Regions from separate parts of the Mus musculus genome. Here all the other regions are linked to region 2. The links are chromatin contacts, called in public HiChIP or PLAC-seq, Micro-C and promoter capture Hi-C maps. All regions are on one chromosome and are shown on one strand. The core of a region is the stretch at or near the end of the contact, and the rest is flanking DNA. Distances in the headings are between cores, read along the strand shown.

Region 1 (3,605 bases), core at 456-2,955, 440 kb after region 2:
GGGAAGGCATGGGGAGGAGGTGGTTCTTTCTTAAAGCCAGGTGGCCTAGTGCCAGGGCCCAGGAGAGAGGAGACTCAAGATGGACTACTGAGCTTCCCGACCCCCACCGTGCACACCACGACTCGAAAAGGAGGCCGGGAACAACACTTGGTGTTCAGAGACACACAGGAAGAGATCTCCAAAGAGCGGAAAAGGTAGGCTGGGCGCGGGGACCAGACAAAGGACGCTTGGCGGCGCGGGGAGCTAGTCGCTCAGGGAGGCGGGGGTGGAGCCAGGGTGCGGTGAGCACTGGCCAGCCCCGCCCCGGGACACGCCCGGGCTGCGGGGTGGAGGTCCTAGGGCTCGCTTGAGGCCAGGTCCAGGGGGCCTAGGGGCGGGGCCTGGATGGGCGTGGCACGACAGGGCGTGGCATGTCGGGCGGGGCCGTGAGTTCGGGAGCTGACCAGCTCCGAGGCTGCTGAAAGCAACCGTGCGCCGGCCAGGCGGCCCGATTTGCGGGCGCGTTCAAGGTCACCCTGCGGCCCGGAGCCCTGACCGGGGAGGGCGCGTGCAGCAGGCCCTATGGAGTACTGCTGCAGCCCCGGACGCCCTCACCCGGAGGCAGCGGCCGGGGAACGGGGAGCCCCCCTCCCGCACTACCCCCCCCCCCGCAGCCCCAAGGCCCCGCGCGAGGCTACGGCCCGGCGGAGAAACAAAGGGATCACGGCGGCCGCCGCGAGGCCTCAGGGCGCCCCCTCCTCTTCCCCTCCCCGCTTGCCGCAAGGTCGACGGGGTTCGAGGACGAAGATGCCCGCCTTTCGGGTGCGGCTCGGGCTTAGAGCAGCGCGATCCGACGCCACCCGCCTCTCCATCTCCCCTCCCCCCCAAAAAGCTCTCAGAGAAGGCCGAGTGGCATTACCCGGACCAACAGTGGGAGATCGTGGCCCTTGTCCTCCTGGGCGGCCTGCGGGTCTGGGCCTGGGATGCTGGAAGCATCCTCCGCCGCCGCGGCCCCTCCCCCACAGCCTTCCAGTGAGGAGCCACAAGGACCACCGGGTGGCTGAGGGCACCCTGTACACAGCCTGGCTTTCCAAAGCCTCTCGAACCAGGCTCCACTCCCCAAAACTCCGGATGCAGCTCTGGCCACTCTCAGGCCCGAGGCGCGGTACTACCCCCCCCCCTCCCCTAGGCCTAGCTAGGCCTGGTCCTACCCCCCCACTCCCCGCGTTTCCGTGGAGCCAGCCTCCGCCCCTCCCTCCCGTGTTCGTCTCGCGGCGACAAGGGAGTACCTACAGTGACCATTCTTGTGTGCCCGGCGGGCGCGGTCCGTATCGAGGGCGGCTCCGGGGGTCGTGCACTCCTAGGGGGGCGCCTGGTGCTCACGCCGGGGTCCCGCCCGGGCGTCTGCGTCTGCGGCCGCTGCAGAGGAGGAGATGGAGGCGGCGGCGCCTTCGAAGGCCGGGAACTGACCCGAGCCTGGGGATGCGCGCTTCGACGGCCAGACCCCCAGCGGCAGGTGGATGGAGGGAGCGGGCACGCAGTGGAGGGTGCCCGGAGCGCGGCCCCGCCGGGCCTGAAGAAGTCGCTCTTTCTGTGACTGAGATCTCGGCAGCTCTGCCTTCTGCGGCGGGCCCTCAGTTCGGCCTGTCCCGTGCCGGGTGATGGGTCCTCTCCTCTCGCCCGCCCTCCCTCCCTCCCACCGGCCCGCGCTGCGCGCTCCGCGCTCTGGGTCGCACTGCCGCCGCCCCCAGCCCTTTATAGAGGCAGCTGCCAGCGCCGGCGTCGCTCATTGGCTGAGACGGTGGGTCTCCGCCTCCTCCCGGCTCCCGACGGCGCGGCAGGTGGAAGCGAGTGCGGGCCTAGACTCTGCGTGCCAAAAGAGAATAGGATGAGGCATCAGATCTTGGCTCTTTCTTGCCTGCGGACTCTGACTCTAGTCTTGACACCACTCTCGAGTATTACTTTAGCTTTGCCGACAAATTGGGTTCCCCTCTTCAGTCCAGCATCTAACTCTGAAGGGGTAAAAAACAGCCTTTGGTGACCCAAACACAACCAGGGGTGCATGGGTGATGTCTGGGAGGGCTGGGAAAGGGCAAACACTCAGACCCAGACCCGTTCTGCTAGATCCGAAGTGAACAGTTTTTGTTTCCACATGGCCTCTGGTGATATTAGAATACTAGGTGTGGTGAGCCAGGAAGGTAGTTTGAGTCTAGCATGGGCTACACAGCACTTTATGCTGATCTGGGCTACATAGCAAACTTCAGGCTGTTGCGTGCTGCTTAGGAGACCCTGGGTTTTTTTTTTTTTAATTAAAGAACAAAGAAAAGAAAATCTAAACAAACAAACAACAACAACAACAAAAAAACCCAAACCAAACCAACCAACCAACCAAACATAAAACAAAAGTAAGGTGAGCACGATGTAAGGCTAACTTTAGAAGATAGTCAGAGTGATCAAGAGTTCAAAGCCAGCCTGGGTTACATAAGACCGGTTCTCAAAAATAAATAAAATAAAATAAAACAAAACAGAAGGCTGCAGGAAGCTGGAAAGATAGCTCAGCAAGAAAAGGTTCTTGCCATACAGGCCTGGAAATCTGATGTTTGTTTGTTTGTTTTTTGAGACAGGGTTCCTCGGTGTAGCACTGACTGTCCTGGAACGTCCTTGATAGGTCAGAGTGGCCTCCAGCTCAGGTATCCATCTGCCTCTCCCAGGTGTTGGAATGAAAGATATTTGCCACCATGCTAGGTAGCGACCTGAAGTGTGATCCCCTGAACCCATGTAAAGAAAGAAAGAGAGAATCAACTCTACATGGTACACACACACACACACACACACACACACACACACACACACACACGCACATGCACACACACTAATAGTAATAAATTAAAAAAAAATGGGTTGAGGATTGGTTCAGTTACTAGCCCATGAAACCCCAGATCCGATCCCTAGCACCACATAAACAAGCCTGGAATCACAACACTGGGGGTGCTGAGGCAAAAGGGTCAGAATCTTAAAGTCAGGGTCAGTTATGTAGTGAATTCCAGGCCAGCCTAGGCTACATAGACCTTGTAGCAAAATGAACAAAAAACAAAGAAGAACAGCAACAGAAAAAAGAAAGAAAGGAAAAGTGGTGGCGAGGGAAATGATTGAGCGTTTAGGGTGGTCTTTATCATCCTTGGAAGGACACACATTGTGTTGGTTTTAAGTGTGCCAAGTACTCTAGACCTCAGAATGTGGGCGCTAGCACCTTTTCTGTCAGGGGGACATCACACTGCTCCGAAGCAGGTGAAGAGGTTTGTGCTAAAGGTTCGGTATGATAGATCCCCATTAGACTCATACAGCTTAAGAGGTCATAAATAGGTATCCAAACTTGGATAAGCAAGACTTGAGAGTCGTACTGATTGTTTGGCTTTTTGGGCATGTATTTGGTTGTCCTGTGAAAGCACGCTTTTTATTTTTTTATTATTATTTTTTTAATTTTTTAAAGGAGGTTGGAGTGGCAACACCTCCTTTAGTGTTTAGAACATTTGCTGGAGCGGGATTGGGGGAGGGGGGTGGCTCACGCAAGGCTTCAGCACCACAGACAGCGGTCTGACAGGGTGGGAAAGTGGGAAAGCGCTGCT
Region 2 (3,735 bases), core at 1,203-3,702:
TTTGCACTATGGATCTTCATGCCTCTGCATTTCTATTTCTGAGACCACAGGCACGTGTCTCTATGCCTGTATGTCTAGTTTACTCAGTGTTGGCGATGGAACCCAGGGTTTCATGCATGCCAGTCACACACTACAAGCAAGAATTATACTCTCACCCTCCTAGTCCATAGATGATACTTAAAAAGAAATCTAGCCAGGTCGTGATGGTGCACACCTTTAGTCCAGGCAGTCAGTAGGCAACAGCAAGCAAATCTACAGATTTGAGGCCAGCCTACTGAAGGGCTACACATAGAAACCCTGTCTTGAAAAACAAAAACAGCAGGGCAGTGGTGGCGTGTGCCTTTAATCCCAGCACTTGGGAGGCAGAGGCAGGTGGCTTTCCGAGTTGAGGCCAGCTTGGTCTACAGAGTGAGTTCCAGGACAGCCAGGACTGCACAGGGAAACCCTGTCTCAAAAAAGAAAAAAAAAAAAGAAAACAATTTAAAAATATATTAAAAAAATTAAAAATCTAGTATGGCTGGTACTGGTAGCACATGCCTTTAATTATGGCACTCTGGAGACAGAGAGAGGGGAGAGAGAGAGAGAGAGAGAGAGAGAGAGAGAGAGAGAGAGAGAGAGAGAGAGAATATTCTAGTATTCCTAGTACTCAGGCGAAGCTCCTGAGTTGGAAGCAGTTCTGGCCCCCGAGAAGTGTTGGGAACGGAATGGAGGTCCTCTGCAAGGGCAAGTGCTCTTAACTGCTGAGCCACCTATCCAGTCACCAAAATTTATTTTTTTGAGAAAATTTATTTTTTTGAGAAAATCTCATTATGTAACCTTGGCAGGCCTGGAACTCACTATGTGGATAAAGTTGGCCACAAACAAAGATCAGCTTGGTGAGATTAAGGACAAATGCCACTAAACTCCGGCTGAAAATAAACCTGAAAACCAGAACTGAGCTGTGTGTGTTGGGGGTGGGGTGGGGTGGGGGGTGGTGGTGGGGAAGCAGAGGCAGGTAGATGTCAGTTCGAGGTCACCCTGGTCTCAGGATCCAGTTCCAGGTCAGCCAGAGCTACACAAAGAAACTCTGTCCTCGAAAAACAAAAACAAAACAAAACAACCAAGCGAAAATACCATGATAGTTTGCCAGTCTTGGTATCTTGGGTCTGTAACCCTAGCGTTTAAGAGGCAGTAGCAGGCCAGTGATTTAATGGCCTGAAACATTCTTTTTTGTTCTTTGTGGCAGAAAACACCCTTTTGTTTGTTTACTTAGAGAAGGTCTCACTTTGTATCCATGGCTGCCCTGGAACCTCACTATGTAAAAGACCAAGCTGGATTGGTACATGCATGCAGCACTCAGGAAGGAAGATGTCTGAGTTCGAGGCCAGCTTAGTCTAGAGCAAGTGCCAGGACAGCCACGGCTACACAAAGAAAACCCGTCTTAAAAAACTAAAGACAGCCGGGCGTGGTGGCGCACGCCTTTAATCCCAGCACTCGGGAGGCAGAGGCAGGCGGATTTCTTGAGTTCGAGGCCAGTCTGGTCTACAGAGTGAGTTCCAGGACAGCCAGGGCTACACAGAGAAACCCTGTCTCGAAAAACCAAAAAAATAAAAACAAACAAACAAACAAACAAACAAACCATAAAGACACACAACAAAAACAAGTAACACCTTGGTAACAAACTCAAGAGATCCACCTGCCTCTGCCTCCCGAACACTACCAAATATTTTAAAAACTCAACCAGAGGCATGAATCTACAGATTTGGACAGAGTTCTATGCTCCAAGGCTAATGGCTTTCTTGGAAATCAGAAGTTAAATTGTGAATATGGCTGTTTCTACCTCACACTCTGTATTTTACTTATTCATTCGGTTGCCTCCCCACAGACTGTAATAGAGGGCAGCAAGTAGCCGATAGCAGCTCAATAAATATTTGTAAAGCTAATTACTGGGCCTCAGCAGGTTCTGCAGGAAATGTGGCCAGGGCAGAGTCTTGCAGAGCAGGCAGGGCAGCGCCAGAACCAGGATCAAAGCGTTTCCCGGGCCTGCACTTAGCACCGCGTGGGCTCTGCCGGTCCTGGGATAGCTTGGCCATCTCTCCGCTTCTCTTTCCTCCCTGGGTGCTCCAACTGCTCCGAGCCTGAGGACTTTAATTTCATCCTTACTATCTCCCATCTGGACCACCCACCCCCTCCCCCAACCTTTAAGCGTCGCCGCAGTGCTACCCCCACTGCGCATGCCTCCCGGCTTGAGGCCCAGTTTCGTGCCTGGGAGGTAGATGTGCGCTTGCGCAGAGCCGCCCCGAGCCCCCCACAGGGGCGGTGCACCAGGATCTTGTGCAGCCTCTGGGCCCGCCCACCTCCTCGCGCCCTCAAAGGACTAGTACGCGTGCGCACAGCGAATGGCTGAGCATGCGCGCAGAGAGCGGAAGGGTGGGCTGGCGCGCGCACGAGGCCGGCCGGGCAGCGGAAGCAGGGCAAGTGGAGCGGGTAGACAGGGAGGCGGGGGCGCGCGGCGGGCGCGTGCGGTGGGGGGGGGTGGCCTGGCGAAGCCCAGCGGGCGCGCGCGCGAGGCTTTCCCACTCGCTTGGCAGCGGCGGAGACGGCTTCTTTGTTTCCTGAGGAGAAGCGAGACGCCCACTCTGTCCCCGACCCCTCGTGGAGGGTTGGGGGCGGCGCCAGGAAGGTTACGGCGCCGTTACCTCCAGGTAAGGAATGGAGGCTCCCGGGCGGAACCAGGCTCCCGGGGCTTGGGCAAGACGGTTTGAATGAAGCGGAGGCGCCGGGAGGGGGAGGGGGCAGCTGGGCGACCAAAGCGGGGTCGCGGTACGGCGGCGCCTGAGGGTCAAGAAGCCCTGCGCGCGCGTCTCAGGCCGCAGTGCAGCGAGACCGCGGCGGCTTCCTGACTGTGGCCGGCGAGGCGGGTGGCTCTGGGCCGCGTGAAGGCCGCGCGCGCGTTCTCGTAGGGTCTTGGACAAAGCTTCTTCCCTTTGGCGTTTCAGAGATCCAGATCCCCCACTTTAATTTCTGTGGACCCCAACTTTGAACAGTGGCTAGGTGTCGTGGGCTTTTCTGGCCTCGTTTGTAACGGGTGGGATCCCAATGCCCTGTGGTCGGGCGTCGGGAGCAACATTTTTACCTCAGTTATTGATGCCCAGTGTAGCTTGGACACAGTCATGAGCCCTCTTCGGTCTCCAGACCTTACTTTCTTCATGTTTATTATTTTTTTTTTTGATAAATTTCATTATTGCAGATTTTGAAGGAAAAATAAAGAATTTCTTCCATGGCTTCAAAATGTTTGCCTAAAAAGTGAAAGATGCCTGGGGACGTTTGCTCTCGGCGGCATTGTTTTTCTTTTGAGTCCCTTGGCCCTTCCCAGTTTTTAAGATAGGGTTTTTTATTTTAAAACACCGAAGGCAAGTGTTTTGTGCGGGTCCGAAGACATCTACTTGATCCCTTTTACCTCCAGTGACTCCTCAGGAACTAGAAACAAGTTTTTGTTTGAACTGACAGACAGCCTTTGAGTTTGATGCCCAGCGCCGGCTGCTGTCAGCTTGCTGTGTGGCCTTAGGCGAAATCGCTAATCTCGCCAAACCTCTTGGTTTCCTCCTTTGTACAAGGGAATTACTTTCGCTGTTAGGATTGGGAAGAACTAGGCAAATCGTTCCTACATCATCATTATTCTGATTTTGAAGACAGACTCTTATAACCTAGGCTGACATCCAGCTCCTCATGTAGACCAGGCTGGCTTCATCCTCA
Region 3 (3,323 bases), core at 821-3,320, 450 kb before region 2:
CATGATACTTATTTCCAGATGAGAGTAAAGTCCCCCCTCCCACACTCCAGCCTCTATTTAGTTCAAGTCCAGCTTGATTCACCTCAGTCCTTGAGCCTTCAAATACCTGTAGCCTAGCCCTTGCCCAGTCCACACCTCCAGGTCACCGCCCTATGACCCTCGTCCAGAGCTGTGGCCCATGGTTACAAGGTAACAGCTGGGCAACGTGACACTTGCAAATGCTTGGGGGAAGGTTCCTGAGAAAAGTAGGGGAACAGATACAGTTCTGGCTTTGGGGAACACCTGGGGCTGTTGGTGGGGGGCCAGTTCTTATGCCGCGCTCCTTCACCCACGCTAGGAGTCCCCTCCTGCTAGAGAAAAGCGGTTGAGGAAGTTGGAAATTGGGAAAGGTTCAATTGCCTGTGTGTTAATAAGAACGGGGGTGGGGGCAAGAATACAAGGCTTGTCCCCCTAGACGACCAGGAGAGGTGATGTAGGGGGCGAGGGCTTGGGCCAAGGGACATTGCAGCACCTGAGCAGCGATCTAGCCTGGGAGGGAAGTGAGAAACGGGAGGGCACACAGCACTCCACCCCCCAGCCCAGCAGCCATCGGGGCTCAGCCAGAGCCGGGAGGAGGGATGGCGACTCGCTCGGATTCCCACTCGCTCTTTGCTCGTTCGCTCGGCACGGCGCTGAGGGAGGCGGGAGCGTGAGTCACGGCAACTCCGGATTTAGGTGCCGGAAGGGGGGTTCTGAGGGCGGGGGACGCGGGGAAAAGGCTCCGATTGTTTACTCGCCTGAAAACGTCAGGGGTGGGTTTCACCCTCCAATGCTCTCCTATCCCAGCTACCCCTCCCACCTGCCTCAGTTTACCTTTCGAAGAACAGCTTAAAGTCTTTAAAAATTAAAAGAAGAGGGGGCGGCGATTGGGCCAGCGGGATTCTCAGTGGGTAAGGGCGTTTGCCTCCAAGCTTGCCTATTTGAATTCGATTCCCAAGGCCCACTAGGGAATCGTTAGGAGAGAACTGACTTCTGCAGAATGTCCTCTGTCCTCTCCTATCCTCGGCATCTAATGGGTATTCGCAAGGACTGAGGGTGCACAGCTGGACCAAATCTTGCTGCAGTAGTTGAGATATGTAGCATTTGGATGATGAAGTGGGAGACTCGAGTTCCCATACACACACACACACACACACACACACACACACACACACACAAATAATGTAATTTAAAAATTCTGAAAGATAAGAGGTAGCGATACCTATATATTAGTCACAGGGGGACCCAAAGGGACACACTCCCATACCTCCAGATGCCTCCAGGCCGACCATACACCAACATGCGTCCTCAGTCACAGACAACTGAGGAAGAATCACGTGCACAACTCGCACCAGCATCCTCCCATTATAATGACAATACAGCGCCGGAGTGCGTGGGAAGGTGTGCACAGTCCTGGGCCACCGGAACAGACCCCACGGGACGCTCCGCCCTCCCGACGGGTCGTACACGTGCGCGCGCCTTCTTACACCCCCCCGACAGCAGCAGCGGGAGCAGTCACCACGTGCGCGCACACACTTCCAGGCGTCATCGAAAACATAGACAACCCTCGGAAGGGGCCACGTGCGCTCACATCCCGCCAGGCGGTGGAGGAGCCACACGCTGTCATTGGTCCTGCGTGCAATACTGTTAGCTTGCAGACACCGCGTCCTGGTGGCACGAGGACCACTCCCGCAAAAGGGGACCTGGGATAAAGGGTGACAGGGGTTCTAAAAACGAGGATACGACAGCCCCTGACTCCGCCCTAGCCTTGATGGATGCGGCTGAGTGACACCCCGCCAACCAGTCGGATGTCTTCGTCCCGATGCCATTAACCCTTTAACTCTTCGGTCCCTGTGCGTTGTTTGCTGCTCCAAAGGGCTCTTGGAGATTGGCGCGCGTTGGCGCCCCCTCCCCGGCGGGAATGGGTTGTGCGTGGGTGTGGAGGACCGCCACCCTCCTCTCCTTGGAGGAGGAGGGGGTGGCGCTGTGACAGTCGCCAGGCGGGCGGGCGGGTGGGGGGGCAGGGAGGGGCGGGCCGGGGCGGGGAGTCGCGGCTGGCGCCGGGTTCCGAGAGCGCAGCGGGCTCCAAGCGCCAGGAGGACACCGGCGCCGCCGCCGTCCGCGTTCTCCGTCCTTGGGCGCCATGGCCCCACTGAGGCCAGGAGCTCCCGTGGGTCCCCAAGCACCTCGGCCGTGGCGCCACTGAGCTCGGACAGGCCAGGGGACGTTTTTGCCCCCGGGCACCCCACAAGACAGAGCGGGAGCCATGGAGCCTCCGGCCGCCCCCTCGGAGAGGAGCCTGTCTCTCTCTCTTCCCGGGCCCCGAGAGGGCCAGGCCACCCTGAAGCCGCCCCCCCAGCACCTGTGGCGGCAGCCGAGGACCCCGATCCGCATCCAGCAGCGCGGCTACTCGGACAGTGCCGAGCGCTCAGAGCCAGAGCGCTCGCCGCACCGGCCCATAGAGCGCGCCGACGCCGTGGACACTGGCGACCGGCCAGGCCTGCGGACTACCCGCATGTCCTGGCCCTCGTCCTTCCACGGCACCGGTACCGGCGGAGGCAGCAGTAGGCGGTGAGACTCCCCCGGCGAGCGGAGCGCACAAGCGCTCGAGGGGCGCCACGCGCAATGCTGGCCAAAGGGGGCGCTGTGGGGCGGATGGGGGGGCCAGCGTGACCCGCGTGGGTGGAGAGAGGGGGCGCCACTGCACCAGAAGCCCTTTAACTTATGGGATACCCAGGGTAAAGTTGAGGGTCGGGGGGATCCATGCTGTTTTAGGGCTCTCTACAAGCTTAGCCAGTAATGGTACAGAGCAGCTGCTGGAATGGGAGTACCTCTTGGAGAGACTGACTGAGGCTGGACTAATTGTGGGGTGTCCTAGGGAACATTCGATAAGGGGTGACTGAAGAACCACGCTGGATACTTCCCATGGGGTAGCACACTAGACGCTAGTGGGTGGAGAATTGGATCAGGGCAGCCCTACAGTAGCTGGTGTTAGTCCAGGCTGTATTATGACTTGGAACAAGCCCTAGCCAGGCAGTTAGGGCTTCATGGCACCCCAAGGTGCCCCATGGACCTGTGCCAAGGGCATGTGAGGTCCCATCAAAGAAGAATTCCCACCTTTCTGAAGTGACAGATGAAGGTGTGTAGAGTAGCTGGGATTCCTGCCATGGTAGCCTCAGGGAGGGGTCTTCAGTTGTGTGTGACAGGCTGGGGCTGCCTGTACTTGGGGCTCTGCCTAACTCTGCTATGAAGACAGTGATTGTGACAGTGGCATTGTGCTTCTGGGCTTCTGTAACTGTCCCAGG
Region 4 (3,488 bases), core at 773-3,272, 480 kb before region 2:
GTTCCAAAACACCTGGGATTACACAAAGAAACCCTGTTTCATAAAAACAAAACATAGCTGGGCATGGTGGCGCACGCCTTTAATCCCAGCACTCGGGAGGCAGAGGCAGGAAGATTTCTGAGTTCAAGGCCAGCCTGGTATACAAAGTGAGTTCCAGGACAGCCAGGGCTACACAGAGAAACCCTGTCTGGAAAAACCAAAAACCAAAAAAAAAAACAAAACCAAAACAAAAAAAGAAAACCCAGAAAAAAAAAAAAAACAAACCAAAAACGTATGAACATGGTGATGTGTGTGCATGTACATAGTGTGCACATGTGTGCATGTTATAGGTGTATATATTCCTGTTGTACCCATGTGTGTGCAGGCATATGTGTACATGACATGTATGTACGTACATAAATTATGTGTGTTTAGATAATATATACAAGTGCATGTGTATAGGCATATGTGTGCATCTCACATGTGTGTGTATGATGCATGGATGTGTGTATAGTGCATGAATGTGTATAGGGAAATATGTACATGCATATGTATGTGTGTGCATGCACAGTGTATACATGTGTGTGCACCTGAGTGTGAAAGTCAGCTTCGGCCAGAAGTGGACATTAGGTCCTTCCTCTATTACTTTCTACTTTTTAAATGCTTTTTCAAACATGGTTTCTCTGTGTAGCCCTGGATATCCTGGAACTTACTCTGTAGACCAGGCTGGCCTCAACCTCAGAGATCTGCCTGCCTCTGCCTCCCAAGTGCTGGGACTAAAGGAATACACCATGACTGCCTGGCTTCCACACTTATAATAAGTGTGAACATTGTGCCTACATGTTTGTCTGTACCTCATATGTTCCTGGTACCGATGGAGGCCAGAAGATGGGGTAAGATCCCCTGGAACTGGAGTTATATATGGTTGAGAGCTGCCATGTGGGTGCTGGGAACTAAATCTAGGTCCTCTGTGTTAACAGTGACTGTAACCCTGAGTCGTTTCTCCTACTCCTTTACCTTATTTTTTGAGGCATGGTATTACTAAACCAAGGTCACTGTTCTGGCTGGGCTGTCTTGGGAGCCCCTAAGAGCTTCCTGTCTCCATCCCCTAGTGCTGGAGTGACATGCCTGCTGCCACACTCCGGTTTCTGTGAGTGTTGGGATTCAAACTTGGGTCCTTATGTTAGCAGGCACTTTTCCAACTGAGGGAACATCCATTCATCCTTTATGTTATGATTTTGATGTTGGTCCAACAGTGTAGCCCAGGCTATCCTGGAACTCACACTGTAGCTCACACTGGTCTCCAAAGCATGGTGGTCCTTTTGCCTCAGTATTCTAAATGCAGGAATAATGCACTATACTCAACATCACACACACACAATTTTAATTTTGAGGCAGCATTTTACAATAGAGCTCACAGCAATCCCTCTGCCTCTGCCTCCTCAGTGTTGGACTCGGAGGCAGATAGGTCAGCAAGCCCAACCTTGAGCCCACCAGCCTTAGTAATTTATGTGACTGTAGGCGCACCTACATACAGTCAGATCTGCCTGTAAAGGAGGCTGGGGCCAGTGTCTATCTCAAAGGCAAGAGAGAAAGCGTCTGGCACACAGTAAGCGGTTAATAGTTGTGGACCGTATCTATTCCTGTTCAGGGCGCCATCCTGGGGACATGGGCTTTTAAGAGAACTCCCTTCCTCCTTCCTGGATCGTCTCAAAAATTCAGGTTTAGCTTTGAAGACGAAATCCAGGTAGTTTGTACTTGCAGAAACTGCATCTCTCCGCACCGACTGTCCGAAAACTTGCCTACCTATCTGGCCCAGGCAATAACTGCACTGTGCACTCTCCAGGTAACCCACCAGTCTCACTCTGGGGCAGTGTTAATGCAGGCAAGTCCCAAGCCTCCTCGCTGCCAGCTTCCCACAGCGGACCCTCTGCACTCACCGTTTCCGGAGTACTCAGGCTTGGGACCCTGGACCCCGCCCCACTGCCTCGGGGAGCCGCTGGAAGTCCACCGCCTACGCGCCACTTGCCATTGGCTACCTGAAGTGCGCATGCCTTTGGCTGCGGTCCGTCCCACCCAGTTTACGGTCCTACATCCCTATTGGTCATTGTACGAGAACAGCGGCGTTCCGAATGTTGATGGTGAGGGATTATTTTAGTCGTGATTTGTTGGCGTGGCAAGCGGAACTGAGGAGGCCTCTACGATTGGACGTCGAAGGTGAGGGCGGAAACGCAGAGGAGGGCTGCAGGGCCGGGCGGAAAAGTGAGGTCTGTAGGCGAAGGACCTGGAACCCTCATTGCCTAGGCTTCTGCCCGTCGGCCTACACCAGGGTATCGCGGCTGCAGAGTCACCCAGGCTTGAGGCTCCCAGTGCTATCCCTACACATCCAACCTCTCCCATCACCACCCCTTTTAAAATACCGTATCCCAAGCCCCACCCCCCAAGCTTTCCTTGAACAGTCTTTGGTGAATAGGCTGTAGCTCAGTGCTTGCAATTAAGTGTGAAGACACATGCCTGTAGTCTCAGCACTTGAGTGGAAAAGAAAGCTCAGAAGAGATGGCTCAGAGGTTAAGAACACTGACTGCTCTTCCAGAGGTCCTGAGTTCAATTCCCAGCAACCACATGGTGGCTCACAACCATCTGTAATGGGATCCGATGCCCTCTAATGATGTGTCTGAAGACGCGACAGTGTACTCAAATACATAAAATAAATAATTTTTTTAAAAAAAAAGTTCAATGCCATCCTCTCTACTTTGAGTTGGGGCGAGATTTGAGAACGACATAGGCTGTATGAGACCCAGTTTTTGTTTTTGTTTAAAGATTTATTCAAGACGGGCAGTGGTTGCACATGCCTGTAATCCCAGCACTCGGGAGGCAGAGGCAGGCGGATCTCTGAGTTTGAAGCCAGCCTGGTCTACAGAGTGTGTTCTAGGACAGCAAGGACTACACAGAGAAATCCTGTCTCGAGAAACCAAAAAAAAAAAAAAAAAAAAAAATATTCATTGTTATATGTAGGAAGACTGTAGATGTCTTCAGACACACGGGAAGAGAGCATCAGGTCTTGTTAAGGATGTGTGCCACCTTGTGGTTGCCTGGATTTGAACTCCTGTCAATCAGCAGCCTATGCCTCCCTGCCTGTTGCCCATTTCCGAGGCTCTCCAAATATGTTTCCTTTAACTTCATTGACTTTTGTCCCTAGTCCAGATCTATATTAGTACGGTTCCACTCGGCCGGTGCACACCATCCATGAATCAGAAGCAGATTGCAAACTGCTCCAGAGATGATCTACACCGCACCAGACCCAAGCAGCCCTACAAACCAGAAAGCCCTGGACCTGCTAAAAACTAACGTGAGCCCAGGCGCCCAGCAAATGAGACTGTCCCTTCAGCTGGGTCGGCAAATCATACGCTTGTGGTGAATGCCTCACTGCCCTAATTTCCTCCCCTACTCTGGCTAACAGACCAGCCTCCCTGGGCTGTGACAGGGAGTCCTAATTTCACCAGAAAGTA
Region 5 (3,359 bases), core at 401-2,900, 370 kb after region 2:
CCCCCACGCTCCCTTGGGTCGAGGGTGTGGACGGGAATGGAAACCGACCTCAGGTTCTTGCTGAAGTTCAGATCTTGTCCCTCTGTCCTCTTGCTGTCTACCCTGGGAAGAAAGCCTCTATCAGATGGGAACAGAGCTATAGGGCGTTAGGACCTCGGTTCTAAATTTGAGGTGTATGTGTGTGTGCGCAGGTAGATGGGGTTCTGGGGATGGGGACATGCGGGTCTCCTGAAAATGACTGACCCAGCAGGAGGTGGTGGCGGCGGCGGTGGCGGGGGTAGCAGAAAACCCAAAACGCGGGCTGTGGGTACAAAGGCCCGGTGGGTGGCCAGGAAGGCAGGCACGAAGCCAGGATCCTGCTCGCGGTCTCCGGACACCAACTCATGCACCAGCCGCTCCAGTCGGGCGGCCCTCAGCGCCCGCACCTTGCTGGTTCGGTAATGAAGGAAGGTGTCGGTAGCCGGGATGGGGGTCTGCGGGGGAGTGGGGCAGTGAATGAAATAAGGTGAGGAGCGTTCCAAGCACCTTGTTTCCAATTATACCCATCTCTGGCACTTTTTTTGGGGGGGTGTGACTGTGTCCTTTTCTGAAACTCCGAGACTCCCTAAATATACACCAATCATGCAATGCTCACATCAACCCCGCAGGACACCCCACTACTCTAGCACTTCCCTCTGTGCCCTCCTCACCCCGCCACCCCAGGCTTCAGGCAGTTTTGCAGCCAAGCTTCACTGGCCAAGCCTGAGTCCCACCCATCACCACCTGGCCGCTCCTCCGTTCTGCTTTCCTGCACCCTGCCGGTCAGTTTCGCCTTTGGGGGGAGCGCTATCACCTGGCCCCACCCCGTTTCCTGGATTCAAACCAAGTCACCTGGCCGCCCCCAGGCCCTTTCCACACACCTGGTCGCCTCTTAGCTCCGCCCTTCCTCCTGGCCCCGTAGTTCTAGGGAGGCTCACCCTCAGCTCTCCAGCTTCCCCCTCTCCTCCCAACTCCCAGGCCCCTGAGCTGAGTCCGCCCTCACTTGCTCGCCTCAGTCCCTTCCTCACCTGGCCTTCTCCAGACCTCTCTGGGGTCGAGCGCTGGCTGCGCTGCCGCCGCAGGGAGACGCTGTACACGGCGCCATCCTCGGTCTCCTCGCCCCAGTCCTGCAGCGGCGCCTGGATGTGGAGGCGGGCTCAGGGAAGTCCCTCCGGCTTCAGCCCCCTGCCTTTATGTTTGGCCCACTTTCCCGAACAGAGTATTCAAGACTCGGGGTGGGATCCCAGGTCTTCGCCACGGATACCCTTCTCCCAGGTCTTGAGTGGATGGAGTATCATTTGGGGATATCCCAGAGTCCAATGTCACAAAGAATCTGTCACCTCCTCCTGAGATTCCTCAGACCCCCGTCCCCATCCCCCAAACTAGCCGCTTCACGGGGTCAGGAACTCTGAATCCCCAAATGGGGACTCCAAGGCACATCCATTTTGCAGAAAGATTAGAAAACGAGGGGCGGTCGCCTGGAGTTTCTGAATCTGGGGGTACACTAGGGACGTGGGGTCCGAGGATCCCCAGCTTCCTCTTACCAGGGCCAGCTCTTTGCCCGCTGTCCTCTCCATGGCCCCGGTGCCCGTCCTGCTCCCTGGCGCCGCTGAGTGAAGCGGAAGGGCCAGCGGGCAGTGGGGCGGGGCAGCCGAGCGTCCAGTCGTGGGGCGGGGCTGGGCAAGGCGGTCCCACAATTCCAGAGGTCCCCAGCCGGACCCCATCCCCGCACCCAGGCTAGCCTAGAAGTCCCGTTCCTTCCCAGAAGTGCGGGTCAATCTGTCACTCAGACATATGGGTGCAGGGGACACGACAACAGGTCTGTGTCCCTGGGAGGGAAGTGCTTTATACTAGGTTGGGGTTGATCAATCCCAGGTGTCGAGGGTGTCTCCTATGTCTGGAGGAGAAGGAGGGCACACTGAATCTGTACCATAGGTGATGGAAGCCATGCCATCTCAGGCTAGAAGCCGCGAAGTGTCTGTGGCCCTGCATTTTGTGGGGGCAGCCTTTTGGGGGCGGTGCAGGGTCAAAAAGAGGTGAATACCCAGGGGGTTGTTCAGTGACCTTTATTGCGCGATTCCGAGGCGGGCACCAACCCGCCTCGAGAGATTTACTGTGGGAACTTCTGGCTCGGCCTTTTCTCTCCTCCGGGCGCTGCTGGCCTGCGGTGCTCCCTGCTTGAGCTTCCTCCAAGCCCTTGAAGGAGCCTCCGGGGCTCCCAGACACACACCACCCGTAGGTGGACCCAGAGGGTCGGAGGGCTCCCTAGAGTCCCGGAGGCATCCGATAGGACTTGACTGCGAGTCTAAGATCTGCGCAACCTATTGCGCTTCTTGCTGCGGGCTTCGATTAACTTCTGGGAACGGAGCTTGAAGGCAGCGCGGGTCACCACATCACGGTCATCATCCTCACTCTCCTCTTCATCTACAGAGAGAGGCAGGGGTGGGTGATGGGGAGGGTGAGGGACCGTTTCTTTTTCCCTTCCCAGCCTTCGCCACACCATGCACCTCCTCCTTGGCCTTGACTTAAGGCCACCTCGCGCCCCTCCCATTCATCCCCCTTTGGCCCACACTGACCAAAGAACTTGTCCTTGACACTGGCGACGGGCAGAAGGATGCGGGTGTTGTATAGGGGCAGCTTTCCTTCTAGCGTGGCCAGGAACTGCGGGGGGGGGGGGTAGGGGGAGGCCGGAGAGAGATGTGGGATGGCAGTGAGGCTCTGTTCCACCTCCGTGCACCTTACATTGAGTTTCTACCGGATTCTAGGTGGAGATCACTGCCCACCCTTCGCTGCCTGGTTTCGGAGGCCCTGCCACCTGAGATCCACCCAGTCCAGGCTTCGCTACTCTGGTTATGAAGCTCACGCCCATTCAGCACCTGTTTCCTATGTCAGTCTGCTCTCTGATTTTCGACCCTCCCTCCCCCACCCCCACCCCCACCCCCTGCCTTGGTCCCCACTGGCCGCGGAGGATGTGTGTGAACCTCTCGGTCTGCTATGTGTCGCAGCAACTCAGGCACGTCCTGGCTCTCCAGTTGGTCCTGCAGTTTCAGCAGCTTTTCCTGGACAACTACCAGCAGATTGTAAGCGTAGTCCTCTGAGTCCCGGTCTAACTTCTTTCCTGCCAATACCGTATCATCCTGTGGTGGGGACGGGCCAAGTTAGCTGAGAGATACCGTGCACCTAGGTGGGGACACGATTCACCCAACAAGTGGGCTTTCATAGCTTTGAGGTGCGTGTCTACCACTACTGGGCAGGGCCTCTAAAATGAAAACCTAGCCTTGAGGGTGGAATCTTTGAATCTGAGCTACATGGAGGTCTCTTTGAGATTAATGACACGACCT
Region 6 (3,853 bases), core at 1,011-3,510, 380 kb before region 2:
TCCCCGAAGTGCATGTAGATATACTCCCGGGCACGCTGGTGCAGTTCAGTGCAGCCGATCTGCTCCGCGAAGTTGGCGATGCCAATGGCGTTGCTGGGGTCCAGCTGCTGCACGAGGAAGTCGCTGCAGGCTCGAACCACGCTGTCAATCTGGTACATGACCGCCCCGTTCATCACGTGCAGGACACACTTCTCGCCCACGGAGATGGAGGCCGTGTAGGCGAACTCAATAAGCCTTTCCATGACCTTAGGGTGGATGCCTTCGATGGACACCACCTCCATGCCCTGCTCCCGAAGCCCGTTGGTGAACATGGCTTTAAAGACTGGGCTGGAGGAGGCCAGCACCACTTTGTGAGCCATGAATTGGGCAGCTGGGATGTCCTCATATTTGACCTGCAGGGTCACGTCACAGAGTTGCTGGCTCAGGCGAAGCTCGTTCATGACGCCAAAAGCCTGCTTGGTGTGATCCTCTAGTGTGTAGCTGAAGGTTCGGTTACCGTCCTGCGAGGGCGTCACCTCTGCCTTGCACTCCGTGGAGGCATACATCACTGCGTCCCCGGCCCCCTCGGGGCACTTTGACCACAGGGGCAGGAACTGGCTGCTGCGGGGAGCCCCGCTAAGCTTGGGTTCGGGCTGCATGGGGTTCCTGATGACAAGACACAGTTCCTCTGCTAGCCGTTAGGGGCCTGGAGGGAGGGAAGAGCACAGCGCTGGGAACAGAGGCTGGGTTAGACCAGACCCTGCCACTTTATTTTATTTTATTTGAGACAGGGTCTTACATAGCCTAGGCTGGCTTCCAACTCACTATGCAACCAAAGCTGGCTCCTCCCGAGTGCTGGGATTACAGTATGTGCCACCATGTCCAGCCAGGCTTCTTTTTTTGCAAGACTAAGCAATGATATCTAAGTGCAGATTTTGCCAAGCCAAGTAAACTGGACACAGCCGGCTCCATTCAAACTAACTTCTCAACTCGCGGGCCTTCAGGGCATATCATGTTCCTTTTCCTGCTCAGAATCACCCAACACCTTTCACCGAGCCCAAGAATGGAAACCCCAAATCGTCAATGGCCTGTAAAACTCCACACCCGCTTTCCAACCTCTTCACTGTTCCAGCCATCCTTCCCTCCCCTTGCCTTCGTCCAACATGTCAGATTCCTTTCAACACCACACCAACATTTACAGAGCCTGCCATTTATGTATTTGGGACTGCTCTGAGCTCCAGAGACACAGCGAGAAGACAGAAAAGGCCTAAAAATAAAGCAAGGTCTGTATAGGAAACACTAAGCGAACACCAAGCTCCTGGGGCAAGAGAGTGTGCAGCATCTGGAACACCCACGGGGAGGGATTCAGGAGACCCTTGGAGACCTGGGGCCAGGGGAGGAATTATGCTTTCAAAGAAGATGTGGGGAGACAAGAGAGGGTCTGCGTCTGGCTCCCCAGGTTCTGGGCTCAGCCTGGAGTCGCGACTCCGCGTGTTTTGTCTATTAGATCACCGTGGGGAGGGGGGGGATGAAATGCTCCAGGGGCCCCAGCTAGTGAGCGACTGTCACGCGTGACCACACTGCCGGAGCTCGGGCCTGGCATTGCGCAGGGGGCTGTGCAGCGGCCGCCCGGTACCCGGCGCCTGCTCCAGCGGCCTCCCCACCGCTCGGAGGCGCAGCCCTGACGCCGGGAGAGCCCGCAGGGCCTGGTCCCGGGCCGCGGCCTGGAGCGGCTCACTCACCCCGCCATGGCCGCGCTCTGCCTCCGCCTCCGCCGCGCGGGTCACGGTGACTAAGCACAGCGCGCCACCCTGTCACAATAAGAGTCCCGGGGCGCCGGCCGCGGGCGACCCCTACCTCTACTCGCCGCGGCCACCACCCTACGAGGGCTCACGGGCTCGGCGGCGGGGTGCGCGCTTGGAGAAGGGCACGCGCTTCCCCCCACCGCGTGCACGGCCCCACGCGCGACCGCGGGCAGCTCCCGGAGCTGGCTCCCCACCGCATCCTCCGCGGGCGCTCGCTCACCTCCGTCCCACCCCCCCGGGTGTCTCTGTAGGTGCCACGCGTCCAATCCGCGCCGCCGGGCCGCCACGCGCCGCGCTTCCGGGAAGAGAGGAGGGGGACCGGAGTGGGGGTGGAGGGCTCGGATCGGGGCAGCGGTGCTGCGGGGTCCCGGGCGGCACGCGTGGGAGGAGCGGGAGGGCGGAAACGGGCGGCGGGTACGCAGAGGCAGTTCCAGCCCTTCCTGCAGGTGCCGGGCGGAGGGAGCAGGGCGTGGGTCTGGGCGGCCCTAGGAGGCTGCCTCCGGGTTAGGCTGTCCGGTACGCCTCCAGCTGAACCTGCACCGGCGGACCCTCCCACAGCCTGCACGGTCCAACTAGACCCATCTACCTGGTTGCGATATTTATCTTCTTGTAAAATAACTTTTTAATGTTTTTATTTCAATTTGTATTTTACTTTGTGCGTGTGGGTGTTTTGCCTGTATATGTATGTCTGTGCAACGTGGGCTGTGCAGTGTCCCCTAAAGTTACAGGTGGTTGTTAGCTACCATGCAAATGGGGGAATTGAACCCTGGACCACTGCAGGAGCAGCAAGTACTCTTAACTGCTGAGCCATCACTCCAGCCTTATAACTTCTTTTTGAGACAGGCCTCATTACATAGCCCTGGCTGGCCTTGAACACACAGAAACCTTCCTGCCTCTGCCTCTGCCTCCTTCGTGTGCTGTGGTTAAAGGCTGGGATATCACTCTGGGCTTTGTGTACATTAATTTGTGTGTGTGCTTGTGTTGAGGTCGGGGACGGCTGGCAGAAACTGATTCTCTTCCCCTATGTGGAGCCTGCAAAGTGCAGCTCGAGTGCTCCAGAGACACACTCTCCTCTCTGTGTGTTCATGTTTTCATGAGGAGAGGTATGGCATTCATCTGAGGGTGTTGGAGTGTTGGAATGCCCAGAGCTGCCTCTTTGTATTTCTCGTAACATCTTTATATATTTTTAATGGTAAGAGATACTTATTTGCTGCATATGGCATTTATGAGAGAAAGTTATTTTCTTGAACTATCAAGATGGCTCAGTGGGTAAAGGAGCGTCTGGCCAATTCTGGCCACCTAAGTTCCACCTCTGGTACTCACATAGTAGTAGAAAGCTTCCTCCTTCAGGTTGTTGTCCGATAACCTCCACATACACACATAAATTAACTTTGAAACATAAAGTTAAGCCAGGCGTGGTGGCGCACGCCTTTAATCCCAGCACTTGGGAGGCAGAGGCCAGCCTGGTCTACCCAGTGAGTTCCAGGACAGCCAGGCTACACAGAGAAACCCTGTCTCGGAAAACCAGGAAAGGTGGTTTAGAACACGTGTTGCTTTTGCAGAGGACCTGGAGTCCACTGCCACGATGCCTCACAGCCATCCATAGCTCCAGTTCAAGGGGACCCCATGCTGTCTTCTGACCTCTGTGGGCACCATGCAGGTAGGTGGTGCGCAGACATACAGGCAAGCAAAGTACTCGTGTACATAAAAGGAAATAAATCTAAAAATAAGAATATTGAGGGGACACATCTGTAATCCCAGCCACCAGGGCACTGAAGCAGGAGGATTACCTCCAGTTCACAGTAAGCCTGCTCGACCTAGCAAGACCTTATATCAGAAAACAAATGAATAAATATCAAAGAAAAGGATAGTTTCAAAAGAAATTTACCACGGGAGTCTGAAGCAGAGGGTTGAATGTTTGAGAACAGCCCAGACTACACAGTGAGACTCTGTCTGGGGTCAGGGAGGCAAGGAAAGCCAGGCATGGTGTCGTATACCCTTAATTTTAGAAGAAGCAGAGACAGGTGGATCTCTGTGAATTTGAGACAAGCCAGGGCTCATAGCAAGTT
Region 7 (3,341 bases), core at 816-3,315, 500 kb after region 2:
AAGTACACAGACATATATGCAGGCAAAGCGTCTATCTCTATATATATGATAAAAATAAATTAAAAAACCCATGTTAATAAAGGTTTACAGGGGCTGGAGATGGCTCAGCGGTTAAGAGCACTGACTGCTCTTCCAAAGGTCCTGAGTTCAAATCCCAGCAACCATATGGTGGCTCACAACCATCTGTAATGAGATCTGAAGCCCTCTTCTGGTGCGTCTGAAGACAGCTACAATGTACTTACATTTAACAATAAATAAATCTTTAAAAAATAAAATAAAATAAAGGTTTACAGTTGTTTTGTTTTTTTCAAGACAGGGTTTCTCTGTGTAGCCCTGGCTGTCCTGGAACTCACTTTGTAGACCAGGCTGGCCTCGAACTCAGAAATCCGCCTGCCTCTGCCTCCCGAGTGCTGGGATTAAAGGCGTGTGCCACCACCGCCCAGCAGGTTTACAGCTCTTAACATGAAAACTCAACAGGGTTTCTCTGTGTAGCCCTGGCTGTCCTGGAACTCACTATGTAGACCAGGCTAGCCTTGAACTCAGAGATCCAAGTTTATCATCCACCTGCCCCTGTCTCTCCTGGGCTGGGATTAAAGGCGTGTGCCACCACCACCTGGCAACAGGAACACGCTTAACTGGATGAATTCAGCTGATAGTAGCCAAGCATGGATAAGGCTCTAGGGCAGGGGTCCTCAATCTGTGGGTTTTGAGGTCACATATCAGATACCCTGGATCCAGATATGGCAGACACAAAAGATAAAAATAAATAAATCTTTAATATATCTGTACTAATAGTTACAGATGACAGGCTCCTGAGAAAACTTGTAACTGGATGAATCCTATTTCTACGAGGCTATTAGAGCGAAATACAAATCTCTGAGCTGGGGCTACTTTGGGTGAAAGAGATCAGGAAAGACCTTCTCTTCTGGAGTCATTCCAGATGACAAAAGGCAGCTTTGATGACAAGACAGCCAGGAAGAGTCTGAGCCAGATGAAGGGTTTTCTCGTCGTTTTACTTCAGAACGAATGGCTGAAGCTCCCGGAGCAACGGAGACAAAAGTGTGAGACACACAAAAGGAAAGGCCAAACCCTCACGGTGAAGCGTTGCCTGGTGCCGAGCCCAGCTGTCAACTGTCTAGGTGGATGTGTTTGCATCCCCTCCCATCTGGCCCTGGCAACCAGCTAGCTACAACGGAATCGCAGGCGGGGCAGGCGGGGCATCTTAGTCGATCCTGTCTCAGCTGCTATGGGCACTGCTGCCAAGCCAGAAAAGCTGAATTTGGAACCCTAACCCACGTAAAGGTGGAAAGCGAGGATGTATTTCCCAAGTTGTCCATTAACTTCTGTACACATTCTACTACACATATAGGGAAAAATGTAGGACAAAAGATTTCTAACACTTTCAAAATAGGGCAAGGGAGATGGCTTGGCAGGTGAAGTTGTTGGCTGCCTCTCTCTCTCTCTCTCTCTCTCTCTCTCCCGCGCGCGCACACACACACAGCATCCAAAACAAACTCACGATCACCTTAAAACTCCTCAAAGCTCCTCCGGCGTCTGCCACCCTGCCCATCAATCTCTGAGGAAGGATTTCACTTGGTCACTGCTGTATCCCCAGGACGCACAGTGCTTGGTATACCTTAGGCACTTAATAACTACTTGTTGAACAAATCAGTGAATTGCCCGGAATCTGTCTCTGTGGGGCCCCAGAATCCCACCGGCAAACCGCAGCCTGCGAACGAGCCATGGTGTCCCGAGGCGACCGGGACGGCGGGAAGGGATCTGGGCAGAGCGACGGCGTCCGCCTCACCCAGGTTTCGGTGGCGCCGCCCGCTCGCCCAGCTGCAGGGATCCAGGGGTCAGGCTCCCCACGAGGCCGTCCTCAAAGCCATGCCCCGGCCTCAGCTCTACGCCCTGCGGGTGATCTAGAGAAGAGCGCCGGTCCGCCCGGCCCAACGCCCGCCCGCGAGACCCTACACTTACTTGTACCAGCCCTGCCTCTCAGCCAAGGCCGCTTCACCCAGGAGACGCTAACTTCCGGCCCCTAACGGAAACGGAAATATCGCTTTGGGTTTCCCGCCCACTCCTTAACCAATTAAATGCGCGTGTAGACCCCGCCTCCAACTACCTGGCTCCGCGCAATTGTTACAGCGCATGCGCCACAGTCCTGCTCAATCACAAGCAAAATCCTAGGGGTGTTCGTGATCGCGAGGAGCGGTGGCTCCACCTGTACTCATCCTGGTTAAGGTCCTCACCTGTAATCATCTTCCTGGATTCGTCTCACTTGTCTTACCTCCTTGAAACCCTAGATTTTCCCTACCCTCCATGCTCACTCCAATATCCTAGCCCTAGAAGAGACGAGTTGGGAGAGGGAGGGGATCAGCGGGATTGTGAGACAGGAGAACGGGTAAGGGGGTTTAATGGTCAAAATACATTGTACTAGTCAGAGTTCTCTACAGTCACAGAACTTATGGAATGTCTCTATATTGAGGGGATTTATTGTGATGACTTAACAGTCTGTAGTCCAACTACCCGAACGATGGTCAGCTGTGAATGGGAAGTCCAAGAATCTAGTAGTTCGTCGCTCAGTCCCACGAGGCCAGTTGGTTTAGCTGGTAAAGAAATAGAAATAGGTTCCAACAGACGTACTGGCAAGTAAATGCAAGCAGGCGAAGAAAAGTGAGCCTTCCTTCTTCCAGGGTCCTTATATGGGCCTCCAGCACGCTTGTCAGGTAAGCTTGAAGACAGGAGCTTGAATCCCTAGCATCTACAGAAAAGCCAGGTAGGCTTGGTTACCCGCCTGTAATCCAAGCCTGCAGGAGACAGGATCCCCAGGGCACGGTGACTAGCCAGATGAGGTGAGTTCTGGGTTCAAGAGACACTGCGTTACATCAATATGTAAGATGGAGAGATGTGAGGGTCTGGCTTTCACATGCAGACCCTCACAAATATACCTGCTGAGTACATACTTCTTTTCTTAATTAAAGGCTCTGACCAGCAAGATGGCTCAGCGGGTAAAGGCAATTCTTAACACACACACACACACACACACACACACACACACACACACACGGAAAGTGCTTAGCTGTGTCACACGTTGTTACGCATGCTTTAAAGAGAATGCCCTATAGGGGGCAGTGCCATCCTTGGAACTGCCTTTTCTGAAGACCATTTCTGGTTGGCAGCATCTACTCACACAGGAGTGTAGTGGTTCAGGACTTAAATCCCAGTACTCAGAAGGCAGAAACAAGATCTGTGCTAGTTCTTAACCAGCCTGGGCTAATGTGAATAATTCAAAGCTAACCTTGGCAACAGTGGGAGGCTCACAAAAACAAAACAAAACC

Evidence for each region. Promoter capture Hi-C pulls out the DNA fragments that hold promoters and counts their contacts. A called contact is a pair of places that touch in the nucleus more often than the background predicts. HiChIP or PLAC-seq counts read pairs in DNA pulled down with a chosen protein or histone mark.
Region 1: a contact with region 2 is called in a Micro-C map of embryonic stem cells, with 6 times the contacts expected there. The contact joins the promoter of Elavl3 here to the promoter of Smarca4 in region 2. A contact is called at or near these places in 5 of 39 promoter capture datasets (HPC-7-derived erythroid cells, embryonic stem cells, liver and 1 more), 8 of 484 Hi-C or Micro-C datasets (CD4 T cells, cerebral cortex, cortical neurons and 3 more), 6 of 115 datasets of contacts at active chromatin or transcription factors (bone marrow-derived macrophages, embryonic forebrain, embryonic hindbrain and 2 more) and 1 of 9 other capture datasets (embryonic stem cells).
Region 3: an H3K27ac HiChIP or PLAC-seq map of microglia shows a contact between it and region 2, with 7 times the contacts expected there. The contact joins the promoter of Pde4a here to the promoter of Smarca4 in region 2. A contact is called at or near these places in 5 of 39 promoter capture datasets (frontonasal cranial neural crest, hematopoietic stem and progenitor cells, liver and 1 more), 2 of 484 Hi-C or Micro-C datasets (CD4 T cells and embryonic stem cells), 2 of 115 datasets of contacts at active chromatin or transcription factors (microglia and pancreatic cancer cells) and 1 of 9 other capture datasets (liver).
Region 4: a contact with region 2 is called in a promoter capture Hi-C map of pre-B cells, with 2.3 times the contacts expected there. The contact joins the promoter of Tyk2 here to the promoter of Smarca4 in region 2. A contact is called at or near these places in 2 of 39 promoter capture datasets (neutrophils and pre-B cells) and 1 of 9 other capture datasets (liver).
Region 5: an H3K27ac HiChIP or PLAC-seq map of embryonic stem cells shows a contact between it and region 2, with 4 times the contacts expected there. The contact joins the promoter of Rgl3 here to the promoter of Smarca4 in region 2. A contact is called at or near these places in 7 of 39 promoter capture datasets (embryonic stem cells, hematopoietic stem and progenitor cells, hippocampal neurons and 3 more), 1 of 484 Hi-C or Micro-C datasets (Th1 cells), 3 of 115 datasets of contacts at active chromatin or transcription factors (all in embryonic stem cells) and 1 of 9 other capture datasets (embryonic stem cells).
Region 6: a contact with region 2 is called in a Micro-C map of embryonic stem cells, with 5 times the contacts expected there. The contact joins the promoter of Keap1 here to the promoter of Smarca4 in region 2. A contact is called at or near these places in 5 of 39 promoter capture datasets (the C10 cell line, cranial neural crest, liver and 1 more), 1 of 484 Hi-C or Micro-C datasets (embryonic stem cells), 1 of 115 datasets of contacts at active chromatin or transcription factors (microglia) and 2 of 9 other capture datasets (adipose tissue and liver).
Region 7: an H3K4me3 HiChIP or PLAC-seq map of embryonic stem cells shows a contact between it and region 2, with 9 times the contacts expected there. The contact joins the promoter of Elof1 here to the promoter of Smarca4 in region 2. A contact is called at or near these places in 1 of 39 promoter capture datasets (liver), 1 of 484 Hi-C or Micro-C datasets (embryonic stem cells), 3 of 115 datasets of contacts at active chromatin or transcription factors (embryonic stem cells and microglia) and 1 of 9 other capture datasets (pancreatic islet).

What each region holds. Positions count from the first base shown.
Region 1 is chr9:22,050,318-22,053,922 of GRCm38.p6, forward strand. It overlaps Elavl3 (ELAV like RNA binding protein 3), which reads right to left and starts at 1,706. Exons shown (of 7, transcript NM_010487.2): 1 at 1,273-1,706. The coding sequence starts at 1,281.
Region 2 is chr9:21,613,717-21,617,451 of GRCm38.p6, forward strand. It overlaps Smarca4 (SWI/SNF related, matrix associated, actin dependent regulator of chromatin, subfamily a, member 4), which reads left to right and starts at 2,453. Exons shown (of 34, transcript NM_001174078.1): 1 at 2,453-2,684.
Region 3 is chr9:21,163,644-21,166,966 of GRCm38.p6, forward strand. Pde4a (phosphodiesterase 4A, cAMP specific) reads left to right here and starts at 2,071. Exons shown (of 15, transcript NM_183408.3): 1 at 2,071-2,589. The coding sequence starts at 2,285. Gm36118 (a long non-coding RNA gene) reads right to left here and starts at 2,025. Exons shown (of 3, transcript XR_870565.1): 1 at 1,286-2,025.
Region 4 is chr9:21,129,253-21,132,740 of GRCm38.p6, forward strand. It overlaps Tyk2 (tyrosine kinase 2), which reads right to left and starts at 2,023. Exons shown (of 25, transcript NM_018793.2): 1 at 1,920-2,023.
Region 5 is chr9:21,987,803-21,991,161 of GRCm38.p6, forward strand. It overlaps Rgl3 (ral guanine nucleotide dissociation stimulator-like 3), which reads right to left and starts at 1,651. Exons shown (of 19, transcript NM_023622.4): 1 at 1,563-1,651; 2 at 1,047-1,157; 3 at 244-473; 4 at 49-102. The coding sequence starts at 1,595. It overlaps Ccdc151 (coiled-coil domain containing 151), which reads right to left. Exons shown (of 13, transcript NM_029939.3): 11 at 3,000-3,155; 12 at 2,595-2,679; 13 at 2,069-2,442. The coding sequence ends at 2,324. It overlaps Gm36414 (a long non-coding RNA gene), which reads left to right and starts at 1,694. Exons shown (of 2, transcript XR_379185.4): 1 at 1,694-1,837; 2 at 2,784-2,906.
Region 6 is chr9:21,237,072-21,240,924 of GRCm38.p6, forward strand. Keap1 (kelch-like ECH-associated protein 1) reads right to left here and starts at 2,261. Exons shown (of 5, transcript NM_016679.4): 1 at 1-2,261. The coding sequence starts at 638.
Region 7 is chr9:22,115,130-22,118,470 of GRCm38.p6, forward strand. Elof1 (ELF1 homolog, elongation factor 1) reads right to left here and starts at 2,066. Exons shown (of 3, transcript NM_001357311.1): 1 at 1,981-2,066.